2 separate regions of the Mus musculus genome follow, and region 2 is linked to region 1. The links are chromatin contacts, called in public HiChIP or PLAC-seq maps. All regions are on one chromosome and are shown on one strand. Each heading gives the region's core, a stretch centred on a gene start, on an enhancer-like site or on the middle of the called end of the contact. The rest is flanking DNA. Distances are from core to core; before and after follow the strand shown.

Evidence for each region. HiChIP or PLAC-seq counts read pairs in DNA pulled down with a chosen protein or histone mark.
Region 2: a FOXA1 HiChIP or PLAC-seq map of pancreatic cancer cells shows a contact between it and region 1. The contact joins two enhancer-like sites. A contact is called at or near these places in 5 of 115 datasets of contacts at active chromatin or transcription factors (astrocytes, embryonic stem cells, large pre-B cells and 1 more) and 1 of 9 other capture datasets (embryonic stem cells).

Annotation. Positions count from the first base shown.
Region 1 is chr16:29,661,296-29,664,779 of GRCm38.p6, forward strand. It overlaps a transcript of Opa1 not described here. Among named protein-coding and RNA genes, the nearest start is that of Opa1, 84 kb to the left of the region's middle. Within about 2 kb of position 1,951, at least 38 of the 459 cell types and tissues checked have an H3K27ac peak or open chromatin away from gene starts, as enhancers often do. A contact at or near this core is called in pancreatic cancer cells, where this site is marked.
Region 2 is chr16:30,526,450-30,529,794 of GRCm38.p6, forward strand. It overlaps Tmem44 (transmembrane protein 44), which reads right to left. Exons shown (of 11, transcript NM_001384248.1): 9 at 2,963-3,121. Gm52252 (a long non-coding RNA gene) reads left to right here. Exons shown (of 3, transcript XR_003951936.1): 3 at 2,704-2,969. Among named protein-coding and RNA genes, the nearest start is that of Gm52252, 8.0 kb to the left of the region's middle. Within about 2 kb of position 2,067, at least 18 of the 459 cell types and tissues checked have an H3K27ac peak or open chromatin away from gene starts, as enhancers often do. A contact at or near this core is called in pancreatic cancer cells, where this site is marked.

The DNA.
Region 1 (3,484 bases), core at 701-3,200:
AGCCACCATTGGCAAAGAGTCTGCAGAAGACCAAGAAGTCAGGAATTCAGAAGGCAGTAGAGTGGGACCTGTGGTTAAGCTGCCTCCTGGGGCCACTGGAGCCCAAGAGGCTTCCTCTACTCGTTGGCACACCTGTTCTGAGCCCAGTGCTAAGAACTGAGTTTCCAGTCCCTCATGAACATCTCCCCTCCACCCCCCCAGGAGCTAGCTTGGAGATGCCAAGTCCTCCCCTCAAGGAGAAACCATGAGAGCCCCAACTCAGCTGTCTACTTTAGAAAAGGGTGAAAGAGCCTGAAACCAAGGGAGAATCTAAGGAGGCATGGATTAGCAGCCCTGAGAGCAAACACCATGGGATGTGTGGGCATTCTTAGTTCATGGCCAACAAGCAGGAGGCTGCCCTCTGTACAAACAGCCTTGGTAGTGAGCGAGGCCTTTACTTTCGAGGGTACTTGAGTATTCAGTGTAGTTCTTGCATTAGCTACCCCCCCCCCCCCACTCCTCCCATGCAGATGGGCTCTTTACCAAACGTGAACTTTCTCTCTCCTGGATACTCTGAATCCAGTGACCCAGAAATAAGACAAATGAGCCATTCAAGTGTCCTTGAGTCCTCACACCTAAAAATGAAGAGGCCCCTTCCGTAAACCCTGGAGTGTTTATGCCACCACCTTTTCCTTGCTTTCTTTCTCAAGGGCAAAGTGGGCTGCTGGCATGTAGTGCTGTCCGCAAGTGCTCCTGGGACAGCAGTCCCCAGCCGCATCTCCTCCCCAGCTGTCCACCTCACCCCCGTGTATCTGCTCCAGATTCTCAGTTCTATCCATCCCCTTCTCCCTACACTCCTAACCCTTATCTCCAGCTCTCTGCTTGCATATCCCACCGGTGGTTTATACTTAAACTAGCCAAAGGGCAACCAGTCCTCCTCCGTTAGACTGTGCCTTCTCTGACTCTTAACTGTTTAGAGACAGGCACTGTGCTATGCGCCAGATAGAAACGTGATAATGTCCCTCTCGGTACAATCAACAACCCACTCACCCGTTTCTACATTTTTTTTGTCTCAATCCTGTCCAGCTTCCTGTCTCAACACACACTGGCTCATTCATATACAGCATCTTTGTTCTTACCATTAGCCTTCATTTTTTTTTACCCACCCCAGCCTGGCGTGCCATTAAAATCCGATTCTGTATAGCTTTCTCTGTTGATAAAAATCAAAAGTCTTAACCGGTCTCACAGAAGCCCTGATTGGTCTCCCGTGAAACTAACTGCCTTTTCTAAATGAAATCACCTTTAACTGGCAGGTGGCCTTTACAGTTATTATCTCAGGTAATCTTCAAGATGTGCCAGCCAGGTGGATAAGGTAGCCATTGTGTGAAATGGGAAGATTCGATTCTCTTCTCAAGTAAGCATCAAATGAAATGGTTAAACCTTAATCAAACAGCTCCTAAAGTGGTTCTGACTCCAGCGTAGCATGAATTTCTGGCCCTGTGCTCTGTCGACTATCCACAACATAGGAAACATTTCAAGATGAACATTGTGCCTTCCTTTCTGACTTTAGTTCGTTTTGCATAGGAGAGTCTCTGTAGAAGACACCGCCCCCTTGGATACCGAGTCTCTTGTGCCTTAGCAGTGGACACCGGGTCTTCCAGATCCTTTCAGTGCTCCAAGGTCAACATGAATCTGTGATGTCCGTGTTTGCTTTCCTCTTCCTGTCGAAGCATCAGCAGTGGTAGGACCCTGGATCCTCAGAGTGGAGCCAGTCAGCGGCATGGTCATAGCAGCCACCACCTCAAGAACAACTTTTACAAAGGAGAAAAGCGGCTGAGGGGACAAATTGGGGAAAGTCACATGAAACATCTTGCATACAAAATATGAAGGAACTCTTGAGGGCTTTTACCTGACTGACACACTCTAGTGAGTCACACTTGGTCACTAAGTAAAGCTCAAGGGCTGGCAAGATGACTCAGCTCGCAAAAGGCACCTGCCTTACATACTGAATTCAATCCCCAGGACTCACGAGGCAGAGAGAGGGAAAACTGGCTTCCAGAGAAGATTGTCCTTGGACCTCCACACATGCACTGTGGTACACTTGTGCCCACACACATTAAGTCAGTAAATAAGCAAATGTAATTTATAATTAAAAACAAACAAACTAACTAACTAACTAACCCTTCAGGGGCAAGGCAGGTGGCTCAGCAGCTAAAAGCACTTGCTGCTCTTTCAGAGGACCTGGCTTCCCAGCCCCTGTCAGGCAGCCATGTCAGGCAGCTCAAAACCAAACCTGTAAATCCAGCTCCAGGGGACCACAACCCTCGTCCAACCGCAGAGGACACTCCCACACTACTTGTGACATATAAACACACAGACTTACACAGGCACATAAATAGAAAGTATACATTTAAAAAAAAAACAAAATGTGGGACAGTGTCAGCATACACCTTTAATCTCAACACTAGGGAGACAGAGGCAGGCAGATCTCTCTAAGTTTGAGGCCAGCCTAGTCTATAGAGGGAGTTACAAGACAGCCAGGGCTAGATAGAAAACCTCTGTCTCGAAAAAATAAGGCAAGGGGTGGGGAAGGCAGACATGGTGGCTCACACCTTTAATGCCAGCACCTGGGAGGCAGAGACAGGCAGAACTCTGAGTTCCAGACCAGCCTGGTCCACAGAACAAGTTCTACGACAGCCAGAGCTACACAGAGAAACCCTGTCTGAAATTCCATCCCCCAAAAAATGCCATTCCTAAGAAAAGGACATTTTTGTATTTGTTGCCAGTGGTAATCCCATGAGCCCAATAGCTTCTCGGTGTATTGCTGATGATGTGGTTGGTGGCAGGAACGCTGTGATGTGTGGACATTGTAGGAGGAAGTGTGTCCACAGAAGACCAGCATGAGCCGCTTTCCTAACAGCTCCTGTGATGGGACCAAGTCAGCCCTGAGTAAAGATCTCCACAAGGGAGGCAAGCACTGGGAGCTAAGGTGAGGAACAGAGGAGCTCAGCGCCTCTTGTGCCCTGAGCCCACGGGAACCCAGACGAGCCCAAGAATTGCAAAGAGTCTTTTATTTTCAAGTTTGAACTCGCTTCACCCACCTAGCACTCACAAGGGACCCTGAGTCCAAAAACATTGGGTTTATATACAGTATAGTTAGGAATAGTGTGGATATTTACAGAAAAGGGGAGTAGAGGGTGGGATCGCACTGAAGCAGGAGCAGGGTTAATGGGTATCTATCTGCTCAAGGACAAGTTTTATAGCCAGTCCTCACTGTCTGTGACCTGACTGTCTGTTTACCTTCCCCCCCCACCCCCCATGGTCTCCCTTGAGCTTGTTATTTCTCTAAGGCCTCAAGGACAGGCACCTGGAGTTTTATCAGCAGGAGTGTTGAGTGCCATTCTAATGCTAGGGGAGGGGGAGGGAGGATGGGAGCCTCTGGTGGGGAACGCAGAGGCAACTGTCTGTACAACACTGAAGTCTCTCTAGTATCCGTAATTCGGGG
Region 2 (3,345 bases), core at 817-3,316, 870 kb after region 1:
ACAATATAGCCCCAGATGGCCTTGAACTCATTGCAATCCTCCTGTCTCAGCCTCCTGAATGCTGAGATTTTAGGCTTGAGTCACCATACCTATTTTTATTACTTTTAAAAAATAGAAATGTGGGCCAGACAGATGGACCACACACCCGGAGACAGTCATGACCCCCTGTGTCATGGGAGCTCCCAGCCCTGTCTGGCCCAATAGTGGGCTTAGTCCCACGCTCACTGTTTCTTTTTTTTTTTAATTTATTTATTATATGTAAGTACACTGTAGCGGTCTTCAGACACACCAGAAGAGGGAGTCAGATCTTGTTACAGATGGTTGTGAGCCACCATGTGGTTGCTGGGATTTGAACTCCGGACCTTCGGAAGAGCAGTCGGGTGCTCCTACCCACTGAGCCATCTTACCAGCCCCACTTACTGTTTCTGTATAGGACCTTGGCAGTTGTGCCATTGGCTGTATGTGGTGGAGAATGTGAAGCAGGAATCCTGAGCTGGGGCATCTGCACTTTTTTTTTTTTTTCTTCGAGACAGGGTTTCTCTGTGTAGCCCTGGCTGTCCTGGAACTCACTCTGTAGACGAGGCTGGCCTTGAACTCAGAAATCCCCCTGCCTCTGCCTCCCAAGAGCTGGGATTAAAGTTGTGGGCCACTACGGCTTGGCTGGATATATATAATTTTATGTATATGAGTACACTGTAGCTGTCTTCAGACACATCAGAAAAGAGCATTGGATCCCATTACAGATGATTATGAGCCACCATGCTGGGAATTGAACTCAGGACCTCTGGAAGAGCAGTCAGTGCTCTTAACTTCTGAGTTATCTCTCCAGCCCCTGGATGTACATATTTTTACATAGGATTTTAAAAGCGAGACTATAGGGAGGCTCTGCCGGTGCCTGACAAATACAGAAGTGGATGCTCACTGCCATCCATTGGGCTAGAGAAAGGACCTAAGGAGCTGAAGGGGTTTGCAGCCCCATAGGAGGAACAACAGTATGACTCAACCAGTACCCCCAGAGCTCCCAGGGACTAAACCACCAATCAAAGAGTACACATGGTGGGACTCATGGCTCCATCTGCATATGTAGCAGAGGATGGCCTAGTCGGTCATCAATGGGAGGAGAGGCCCTTGGCCCTGTGAAGATTCTATGCCCCAGTGTAGGGGAATGCCAGGGCCAGGAAGTAGGAGTGGGTGGGTTGGTGAGCAGGGAGGGGGGAGGGGGTTTTTGGAGGGAAAACTAGGATAACATTTGAAATGTAAATAAAGAAAATAACTAATAAAAAAAGTGAGACTACAAATGAGAAGAATGGGTTCCACAGAGGAACAGCCAGGACCAGCTGCAAGGGCAGACTCCGGCAATGCTGGACACCGCGCTGCCTAGTGCTTAGGGACAGAGCAAGAGGCCTCCATTTCCAGAGAGCAAATATCCCCCTATTCCTCCCCCACGGGCCCCTGTGTCTCTGCCCTGCCTTGCCCTCACTCTGCAGTCCCTTTAGCCACAGGCCTCAGTGGAGAATGCAAGTTCCAAGCTTCTAGGTGTCCCACACATTCTCAGACTCAGCTTAGGAATATTGCCTGGACAGGTGTACAGGTCCTAGCTCCAACCCAGCCCTCAACCAGCAGCTGTTGAGGGACAGATGAACAGCAGGTGACACATCTGCACTCACCAGGCCACTGCCACCTGTGGCAGGTGGGCAGGGAAATGGGCAACAGGGAGAGGGAGCCACTGGTCCAAGGGGAGGGTCACACAAGCCGGTCTCTGGATAGAATTCTGACCCATGGGAATGGGGCCAGAGGGAACCCCAGGGAGGAAGGTCCAGGGGTCCAGGACAGGAAGGAAAATGGCCAGGACAGAATGCTAGGTATGAGCAGAGATAGCACGGTACACTGGCTGGGAATGCCTGGAAAAGCACACTAAGTGATCTGGTTTACCCCTCGTCAAAAGTTCTGAGGTTTGGAATTTTTTTTTTTTTTTAGGTTTGGAATTTTTGAGTCCTGTATAACTCTGACTAATCTTCATACTCTGGGTAGATAACGATTATTTTGCCAAATAAGGGCATTAAAAAAATCAAACTAAACCCAAACCACAGATCAACATTACGTACTGCTTATGTACATCGTTTCACAGACAGGATTTCAACACACAAAAGGCTGGGACACAAAAAGGAAGTCATTCCTTCCCCAGACATGCCAGACTGCCTGGTTCTCTGACATACGTGTGAGCCTGTGTTGCCTTTGATCTCCTGTGTCCTCAGACAGACGCAAACTCCCTTGCTGAATGGGGTTGAATGGGGCTGGGTACTCAGAGCGACAGGACACATCGGAGTTTGTGGATCCCTCATGTGATGCACATTTTGTTCAGATACAAAGAAGATGGAGGCTGGGTGTGCTGCTTCCAATAGGTCCTGCCTGTGTGGGTCAGGGCCAGCATTACAGGCCTCTGTTCGTTGGGGTAAAGAAACTCTTTTATGGTCAAATGGGCTGGGAAACACTGGTACCAAGCAAGATTCCTGCCTTCCTTTCTCTCTCCCTCCCTCCTTCTCTCCTTTCCTTCTAAAGTGTTCTAATAGAGCCTAGGCTGGATTTGAACTCATGATCATCAGCCACATGAATCCTGGCGTTACAGCCTAAACCATTAATCCTAAACTATAACACTGAGGCTTTTTAAGAGACCTATTACTTATGTTTTCTGTTTCTTCTTAGGAAGGACCTGAATGTGCAAGCCGTCTATGAGAACTGGACCCCAATATTCGGTGTTTCCCTGACCAGCTCAACCATGAAACTGTTTGAGTCCCGTCAAGTTTGAAGAGCTCCTCCATAGCCATGCAGAGAGCTTCACTCATGATTAGCAGTTGTGAGGTTAATAAGGCAAGGCTTACAAAGCAGTTCCATCTCAAGGAGGCCCCAGCAAGCGTTGGTAGGTGACATGCCCACGTGCCCTCCCCGAGGGCAGCCCCTGTACCTCCAGGTCCGAGTTGATGGAGGAGACCTCGGAGGAGCTGCTGGAAGACACTCTGGCCTGGATGACCTGGATGGGAGGGTATGAGGGAGGCTCTTGCGAGGCGGCGTCTCTGGTGCTTGTCTGCCCGTCACCGGGCAGCCTGGTGGCGCTACAGCCTGCCTGCAAAGAGTGAAGGAAAGGGTGGGCAGTGGCACTTGGTTTACGTCACCTCTCAACATGCAAAGCATTCCTGCACGTCAGTATTCCACAGGCACAGATGTGTGGGCTGCAGTGTCTCCTGGACCCTTATTCCTCAGCATCCAGAGGTGGCGGCACCCCTGTTCCCTGTGTCCTTCCAGATATTCCACATGCACACACTCAAATGCACACATATGTGTGCCCCC